Linked DNA regions of Pan troglodytes: region 2 is linked to region 1. The links are chromatin contacts, called in public capture Hi-C maps. All regions are on one chromosome and are shown on one strand. The core of a region is the stretch at or near the end of the contact, and the rest is flanking DNA. Distances in the headings are between cores, read along the strand shown. Region 1 has its middle 8.6 kb from the start of MIR614. Region 2 overlaps FAM234B (family with sequence similarity 234 member B).

What was found. Capture Hi-C pulls out chosen DNA fragments and counts their contacts.
Region 2: a contact with region 1 is called in a capture Hi-C map of stem cell-derived neural stem cells, with 4 times the contacts expected there. The contact joins two enhancer-like sites. A contact is called at or near these places in 1 of 7 Hi-C or Micro-C datasets (stem cell-derived neural progenitor cells) and 1 of 1 other capture datasets (stem cell-derived neural stem cells).

The regions. Positions count from the first base shown.
Region 1 is chr10:20,072,001-20,076,608 of NHGRI_mPanTro3-v2.0_pri, reverse strand. No RefSeq gene overlaps it. Among named protein-coding and RNA genes, the nearest start is that of MIR614, 8.6 kb to the right of the region's middle. Within about 2 kb of position 2,113, at least 1 of the 24 cell types and tissues checked has an H3K27ac peak or open chromatin away from gene starts, as enhancers often do. A contact at or near this core is called in stem cell-derived neural stem cells, where this site is marked.
Region 2 is chr10:20,239,991-20,244,598 of NHGRI_mPanTro3-v2.0_pri, reverse strand. All of the region lies in intron 11 of FAM234B (family with sequence similarity 234 member B), which reads right to left. All of the region lies in intron 1 of GSG1 (germ cell associated 1), which reads left to right. Among named protein-coding and RNA genes, the nearest start is that of GSG1, 10 kb to the left of the region's middle. Within about 2 kb of position 2,283, at least 3 of the 24 cell types and tissues checked have an H3K27ac peak or open chromatin away from gene starts, as enhancers often do. A contact at or near this core is called in stem cell-derived neural stem cells, where this site is marked.

The sequences.
Region 1 (4,608 bases), core at 864-3,363:
CACCTAGGCAGATAAAGATGAGATTGTGGAGTTCCAACAGAAGCAGACATTAGGGAATGAGCTGAAAGGTGGAGGTGGAAGTTGTTCAGGGAGATGAGATTGCGCGGGGTACGTAAGAAGAGAGCCTCAGTAGGCTTCGCGGTGGAGCAGGCTGTCCCATCTCCAGCGAAGCTCCCCCCATGCCTCTGTCTCCATATGGAGTTCCACTGTTAACCCTGGGCATCTCCAGCAAGATCCCTACGGGGAGAGGGAACGAATCTGAGTACTGTTTGCAGAACCACACACGACAGCTCTGAATGAATAAGCCAAGACAACACCCCGAGATTCTTCCTGCGGATTTGGGTTCCCAGGCCGGGAAGGAGTTGTTGGAGCCTGCATGGAAGATTAGTGGATCTGCAAAAAGACAATGTGGATGACTGGCCGACGCCTTGTCCCAACCCTGTCCAAGCAGAAGAATCGCCGGGATACTTGCTCCGGATACAAATTCTTGGACCCTGACTCAGACCAACTAAATCAGAACCTCTAGGAGGCTCCAGACACTGCATTTTAAACAAATTCCCATGTGATTTTTAACGCAGTATAAGTTTAGGAAGCGCTGCTCTGTTGACAAGAAAAGGCTCTGGTCTGGTTTGTAGCAGACTGTCCAGGCTTTCCCAATTTGGTCCAAAAAGGCAGAAAGTGATTGGCTTGAGAGGGCAGAATCAATGGGGAAAGTTTATGAATTCCTGCCCCTGGGAACATTCGCCTTTCACTTTTCATCTTCTTCCCCACCCCCACCTCTTTGGGGTATAGTCTTCCCCATGCCCCAGTTCCACATCTGCTCTGACCTGGGGTTCCCACCCAGCCTCCATCCAGAACACGCTCACCCTGTTTTTGTAAGAGAAAACATTGTCGAAAGCAGCTTATGCCTGAAAATTCAAGAAGATAAATTCCTCCTGAGCCTATTTGCTGGCATTCTCATCTGTTTCCAGTTTGGTGTATATCATCTCTTCAGATGAACCCTTCGGTCCTTGTTCATCCATTTTGGTTCAAGTCAGTTTAGAAAAGAAATGCACTTTACGCTGGGCACAGTGACTCACGCCTGTAATCCCAGCACTTTGGGAGGCTGAGGCGGGTGGATCACTTGAGGTCAGGAGTTTGAGACCAGCCTAGCCAACGTGGTGAAACCCCATCTCTACTAAAAATACAAAATTAGCCAGGCATGGTGGTGGGCACCTGAAGCTACTTGAAAAGCTGAGGCGGGAGAATCACTTGAACCCAGGAGGTGGAAGTTGCAGTCAGCCAAGATCATGCCACTGCACTCAGCCTGCGTAACAGAGTGAAACTTCATCTCAAAAAAAATTTTAAAAAGAAAGAAAAGAAATGCGTTTGGAACACAATGCAATCGATCTTTGGAGAAAATCCATCTAAAATGCTTCTCTTATTGTTTTTTGGGGGTTTTTTTGTTTTGTTTTGCTTTGGGGCGTGCTTTTCTCTTTTCTCATATTTAAAGTTTGTTCTTGTGTGGTTCTCCTAGGAAACAGCACTTTCCCAAGCTTGACAAAGAAAAGCCTCAGGGAAATAAATTGGGATGTGATGAAATGTATTCAGCCCAAGAAGTAAAAAATTCCTTTCCTTTCTTCCAAGCCTCGGGCTTGTAAGTTGCTTTTATCACACTGGATTTAAGTGTTCTTATATGGAAACACACACAAAAATCTGATGGTTGATCAGCTGAAATTCATCAAAATTATTTGAAGACAAATTGGCATTCAAGACACCAGAATAGGCAAGAGAGGAACCTCAGAGCTGTGTTCTCTGAGTGAAAGGACATCATTCTAATTAGCCTGTGACAAAAGAAAAAAAAAATACCCTTCTCCCAAAATGTTTATTCATTTTACCCGTGTGTACAGGCACTGTCCTAGGCTCAGGGAATACTGAGAAAAACAGAACAAATTTCTGTCCTTCTAAAGCCTATATAATAGAGAAAAACACACAAACCAACAAATAAATCTAAATTCGAAATTTCAGTACCCTGAAGACTTACCACTATGGGAGCCCAGCATTAAACTGCCTGCTCTAGCCGGGCACGGTGGCTCACGCCTGTAATCCCAGCACTTTGGGAGGCTGAAGTGAGCAGATCAAGAGTTGGAGATCAGCCTGGCCAACATAGTGAAACCCCGTCTCTACTAAAAATACAAAATTAGCCGGGCATGGTGTACAGCTGAGTAGCTGTAATCCCAGCTACTCGGGAGGCTGAGGCAAGAGAATCTCTTGAACCTGGGAGGTGGAGGTTGCAGTGAGCTGAGATCGCGCCACTGCACTCCAGCCTGGGCAACAGAGAGTTCGTTTCAAAAAATAATAATAAAAAAAAATAAAAAACTGCCTGCTTATATCTGGGCCAGCTTGTAGTCCCAGCTACTTGGGAGGCCGAGGAGGGATGACTGCTCGAGCCCAGGAGTTCAAGATCAGCCTGGGCAACTTAGTGAGAACCCATCTCTACAAAAGATAAAAGGTAAATAAAAATGAAAGATCGTGAAAATCAAGGTCACAGGGATGGATCACTCACCGTGAGTTAGGGACAGTTGGTGACATGCACTGCTTTTCAGCCACACAATCGGCAACCCTGTTTTGCTACTGCCTTGAATGGAAATGTGTTTTATTTGGCATGACAGTGTGCACATACACATACGGTGATAGGAGGCAAGGGCACTGGTTTCATCTCACGTGTAGAAATGACTCTCCATACCTTAGGCTTACGGCCAATTGGTGTATACAGGAGTGGACATGGATGTGGGTGGATGTGTGGGTGTGTCTGTACACACAGCCACCAGCCGGTACCCCACACATACCAGGAATTTCTGAGATTCTCACAGACCACTGAAGAAGATGTCTGGGGAGCATGAAAGCTTCTCCACAGCCAGGCATGGTGACTGACACCTGTAATCTCAGCACTTTGGGAGGCCAAGGCAGGAGGATTGCTTGAGCTTGGGAGTTCAAGACCAGCCTGGGCAACATAGAGAGAGCCCCCCCGCCATCTCTATAAAAAATCAAAAAAAGCTAGGTGTGATGGTGCACACCTGTAGTCCAAGTTACTCAGAAGCCTAGGGCAGGTAGATTGGCCAGCCTGGGTGACAGGGCAAGACAAGAAAGAAAAGAAAGAAAGAAAGAAAGAAAGAGAAGGAAGGAAGGAAGGAAGGAAAGAAAAGAAAAGAAAGAGAAAGAGAGAAAGAGAGAGAAAGAAAGAGAGAAAGAAAAGAAAGAGAAGAGAGGCTGGGCAAGGTGGCTCATGCCTGTAATCCCAGCACTTTGGGAGGCCGAGGCGGGCGGATCACAAGGTCAGGAGACTGAGACCAAGCTGGCTAATGCGGTGAAACCCCATCTGTACTAAAAGTACCAAAAGTTAGCCAGGCGTGGTGGCAGGTGCCTGTAGTCCCAGCTACTTGGGAGGCTGAGGCGGGAGAATGGTGTGAACCCAGGAGGTGGAGCTTGCAGTGAGCCCAGATCGTGCCACTGCACTCCAGCCTGGGCAACAAAGCGAGACTCCGTCAAGAAAGAAAAGAAAAGAGAAGAGAAGAGAAGAAAAGAAGGAAGGAGGGAGGGAGGGAAGGAGGGAAGGAAGGAAGGAAACCTCTCCGTTATGCAGAATATATAAACAGCCATTTTTCTTTCTAGTTTTCTTTTAAAGTTAAATGCAACACCCATGCATGCAGACTGTAGCCCTGATGATCTGGGAAAAATATACAGGTACTAATTCATCAATTCATTGTTTCTGGCACTGCCACCAGGTTTGTCAGAGAAAGGAAAGGACAGAGGACCTAGCCAGGGCCTTGGGGGCGGGGAGGGGACGGCCAACATAATCAAAAGAACCATCTCTGAGCATGCCGGGTTCTGTGCATTTAGCAGGCTGCTCCTCCTCACCTTGTCCCCCGTCTTTCATGAAGCCAGGGCGTTCTAGAAACGTAGAGGAAAAACTGGAAGGACGTTCTATGATGAGGTCAAACCCATCTGCCCAATTTCACACACAGGTCTGACCCTTTGAGAATTGTAACTTAATATTTTCCTGAATTCCTGATTCTCTTTTTTTTTTTTTTTTTTTTTTTTGAGATGGAGTCTTGCTCTGTCACCCAGGCTGGATGGAGTGCAATGGCATGATCTCAGCTCACTGCAACCTCCGCCTCCCTGGTTCAAGTGATTCTCCTGCCTGAGCCTCCTGAGTAGCTGGGATTCCAGGCGCATGCCACCATGCCTGGCTAATTTTTTGTATTTTTAATAGAGACAAGGTTTCACCATGTTGGTCAGGTTGGTCTCGAACTCCTGACCTCGTGATCTGCCCGCCTCGGCCTCCCACAGTGCTGGCATTACAGGTATGAGCCACTGCACCCGGCCAAATTCCTGATTCTTAAGTCCTTAATTTTAACTTTAGTGTAACATTCTTTTATCTTCATTACTTTGCCAGGCCTCCGATTTTACAACTCTTCCTCCTACTTATCGGCTCTCACTCCCCATCCCCTCACCCTCACTCTGACGCTTTCTTCCCAAGGAAGCCCTGGCACCCCACCCCTTCCTCTGCCTCCCTCTAATTCAGTACAGTCAGATGCTCCCTTGGGCCCTCATTCTGGCTCCCAAGTA
Region 2 (4,608 bases), core at 1,034-3,533, 170 kb before region 1:
AAATTTCCTCTGCAAATTGCAGGTCCTTGCTTCTTTGTGCTTAATCCCAGATCCCCATTGGCAAGCTCTCTGGTGTAATCTCCCAGAACAGCTGGGCCCTGATTGCCTTGTCAATTATTAAATGCCCGTGTTCCCTGTAAGGCAGCATTTAATCATGAGGCACTCCAAAGAATATGAGATAGAAGGGGAGGGGTAGGAGGAGAGGGAGGAGGGTAGGAAGACAGTTTGCATTCTTGCAACATTAAACCAAAGGGACTTGGAGTGCAGATGGCATCCTTCGGTTCTTCCAGACAAGCTGCAAGACGCTGACCATGGCCAAGGTAACCGGCTTCCCCCCTTACTGCTCAAAGGATGCAGTCTACAGCTATTTTGTACCTGGCTCTTTTAAGAAGTGCACCTGCCTCATCGATCTGTTGTCCTTCCTAGCCTATGCTAATTCTGGGTTACTCTGTTAATATATGTTGATGTAAGGGTTACTGATTATACATTGGCGCCTACGCACTTCCTAATGATCTAAGGGCCCAAGTGTTAGAGAAACCACTCTGTCCCTTTTCTAGAGAGTAAACAGTCACCTTGGCATGGGATCTGTTGCATACACAAAGATAGAGTTGTTCTTATGGCCATTGCTTCTTCAGGATCACTTTATGGAAACCATTGCAAAATTAGATTTGTTCTTCCAATTCAAGAGGTATCCGGATCCTAGCAGGAAAAGGCATGTTTGGGGAAAGGAGTAAAGTATGTGACAAAGGGCATGGTACTATAGGTGTTGGAGATAATTCTTGAAAATTCTTGAATGAGATGATCATTCGATATCAAGAAGATGATTTTTGAATGAGGTTCCTTGTGTCTCTCCCTGGTGGACACTCCTTCTGGAAGGAACCTCTTTGAGCTTCAGTCCAAGCTCTTTTTTATTCTGTTTCTCAAATTGCCTCTTCCTTAAATTGGTTGTCACCTTGGTGCCACAAAGTGGGTGTATCTTAGTATGGGGTTCGTTATTCTTTCTTATTTCTGAATAACCCCGAGAATAACTTGCAAATATATATAACTTGAAGTGGATTGAATGTGGAGTAAAAATCTTGCAAGTATAACTTGAAATGGATTGAGTGTGGGGTTAAAATCTGACGTGATAATAGACAAATTTCCAAACCAGAATGAAAGTGATTGTTGAAAAATGAATGCTGAGGTCACAAAAGTTAGAATTGCCTAAGTCTTTAGGTCAGTCTTTACACCAAATAGTTAGTGAAGATGTTTTACCTGGAAGTCCATTTCTTATTCAAGCAATGTAAGAATTATTAGAAAGGATGACTCACAGTAAGAGAATGATGACTAAAACCCATAGGATTTTCATAACTAAAACCAAGATGAAAACATTTTAGGAAAGGGGAACTGGGCAACACGTGACTTCAGTGTCTAGCAACAGAAAACCTTTCCTCCTGCCAGATGCTGCAGATTTTTTGTCCTTAGTCAAGGTCACCCAGAGTCTTGCAAGAACTGACAATTCTTGGCAGAGTTAATTTGTTGAGTGCCTTTAAAAGTAAAATCATATTAGCAGATTGCTTTTCAGAAGTTGTCTTTATCATGTTTTACATATTGGTTTTACATACATATGATCTTTGTGTATTTCTTATTGCCATAAATAATAAGCACTTTGTGATATGCACTGTCTTAGTCCCTGGAAATTCTGAAGAACAAATTGTTTCATTTCTCAGGTAAAGTTCTCTCTTAAATGTAGAAACAGTAAGCTGGGTGTGATAAGGGAGGGAAATTTATGGACCTGTCCATTTAGCTATGGTTTTATTTATGGCTCTTAAGCTAAGCAGATTTAAGTGTGATTAATTCTGATATGAAGGATCCCCTGGAAAGCTCAAGAAGGTTTACTTTAAGAAGCGTCTGTCAGCAACTAACCATGGGCTTCTTTTCTGTTCAGTGTGCATTAATATAACTGTATAAACTGCTCTAACACAAAGTGAGAGACTTGCCAAATTACTTCTCTAAGTCCAATTAAATCTGGCTCCAAGCCACCACTCAGCAAAGTTGGCCGTCTAATACCAGTCATATTTTAGCTTCCCTCCTCTTCTCTTAGGCTGAAAATGACATGGAGAGTAGGGGCTCCTGCCAGAGCCATCTGGAGCTTCAGTTCTTTCGGCAGCCTCCCCTATGTCCCCACCGTGAGGCAGGCACTTCTGCACCAGGCTGGAAGACACGGCCCTCCAGGTTCCTCTCCACTGACCAAGGGCTTGGCTGCCGACACCCTACCCATGGCTCTGTGGACACCAAACCTGGTGTCCAGCCTACACAGGCACCACACAGCCACCTCGCATTTGAAACTCTATTGTCTCTGTGGCAGTGGATGGAAGCTGGGCCCGACTGCTACCTCTCCCAGAACCATAAGCCCCATCTCCTCTCCAAAGGTTTCAATAGCCCCACATCCCAGTAGGTTCACTGCCCTCTTTTATCCTCCAGGCCCCAAAGCATCCATCTGCTTCCCCCGGAGATTTCCAGTTTAATACTCATTGCTATGACTCCTTTCAGAGGAATCTGTAATGCAGGGAAAAGGACACCAATAGCTCACTTTGTTACAATAGCAAATGCTTCAGCAAGTCAGTGCTACTACCTGTCAGTGAAGACAAAGCCAAAAACGATTATCACAAAGAGCATTTGGAATGCTCCCAATTCTTTTTTCTAAACTTTTATATAAAGTTTAGACTTTACATAAAACTTTTCCAGAAGTTATCAATTGCCTTGTCAATTATTAATTATATAATTATATATTTATATGTATTAATATTATTTTACATAAAGTTAAAAGCTTATATAACCGGCCAGGCGTGGTGGCTTAACGCCTGTAATCCCAGCACTTTGGGAGGCCAAGGCGGGCAGATCACCTAAGATCAGGAGTTTAAGACCAGCCTGGCCAATATGGTGAAACCCCGTCTCTACTAAAAATACAAAAAAAAATTAGCCAGGCATGGTGGCAGGCGCCTGTAATCCCAGCTACTCGGGAGGCTGAGGCAGGAGAATCTCTTGAACCCAGGAAGTGGAGGTTGCAGTGAGCCGAGATTGTGCCATTGCACTCCAGCCCGGGCAACAATAGTGACACTCCGTCTCAATAAAAAAAAAAAGGAAAAGTTTATATATCCTCTGACTGAGGTTATTGCTATCTGATGCTTATTCAGAACACCCTCAATTTACGCAGCAGTTTAGTATTGAGTGTCTAATGTGTAAAATACTGTGCTAGTTGCTGTGGGAAAGATAAAAATCACAAAGACACGTTTTTGCTACCTAATGGCAGCTTGAAATCTTGGAGGGAAGATAAGACATGACCAAAAATAAATGTGAAAAGAGTACTATTAAGAAGGCACACACCACAGTCCTTGAAGCCCTTCCAAGCCTCACTTCCCATGGAAGGTGCTGGTTAGGGGACCTCCCTGAAGCAGTTGGGACTTGGGGTGAGCCTCAGAAGGGGCAGGACTTCAGTAGACAGGGCCTGGCCAGCAGTGGTATTAAATTTGCAGCAATCCACCTTCTCTGTCTCTCGCTCAATCTGCTGGTCCAAGAACTCCAGGTAGTGGCTGCTGGCAGATCCATCACTGCTACTCAGAATGATCCCCCTGCTGTTTGTTGGTGGGGTCATTATGGCACTCGCCATAAAGGTACACACACACACATACATCCTCCCTAGGATTTGCCGGCTGGAGGCTATGTTGATTCCACTCTCACCATTTGAGGCAGAAATGGAAGATTTTAACATATTCACATCCAATTCATTCTGACTTCTGCATTCCTCATTCTAATTTGTCCTGTCTGGTGGATCACCTTTATCCTACTTCTGTGTATTCCTGCATATCATGCCCAGAGGCCAGCCCCTGTCATTCAATCTATGCAAATCACCACTTTTCTGTAGTTGGATCTGTGTAAGGTTCAACTTAAAGATGCATCATCCCTGTGTTGTGTAAAAGCCAGGGGAAAACTTTCCCTTTGCCCTCCGAAGGTTCACTGAAAACCACTGATAAGAGGCAGATTAATAGGAGAAAAAACATTCAAGTTTATTTGATCGTAGTTTCACGTGACGTGGGAACCTTCAGAATGAAGCCACAAAGATGAAGGGAAAATTGTCTATTTTTATGCTTAGGTTCAACAAAGTATGGACAGTCACATAGAAATATGATTGGACATCAAGGCCATGATCTATTATTGTTATTTATTTTTTAGAGACAGATAGCCCTGTTGCCCAGACTGGAGTGCAGTGGCGTGATCATGGCTCACTGCAGCCTCAACCTCCTGGGCTCAGGTGATCCTCCCACCTCAGCCTCAAAAGTAGCTGGGACTACAGGCGCGCGCCACCATGCCCGGCTAATTTTTTTATTTTCCGTAGAGACAGGGTCTCACTATGTTACCCAGGCTGGTCATGAATTCCTGAACTCAAGCGATCCTCCCACCTCTGGAAGGGATTACGGTGCTAGGATTACAGGCATGAGCCACTGCATCTGGCCTGATCTAATAATGTTAATAGATTGAGTGGGGAAACCCAGCAAGGGCTGCTTCTCCTTGGCCTCTCTGAGCGTGCATTTCTTCCTTCTGGGTGTGGGGCAGGACCCTCTCTGGAAT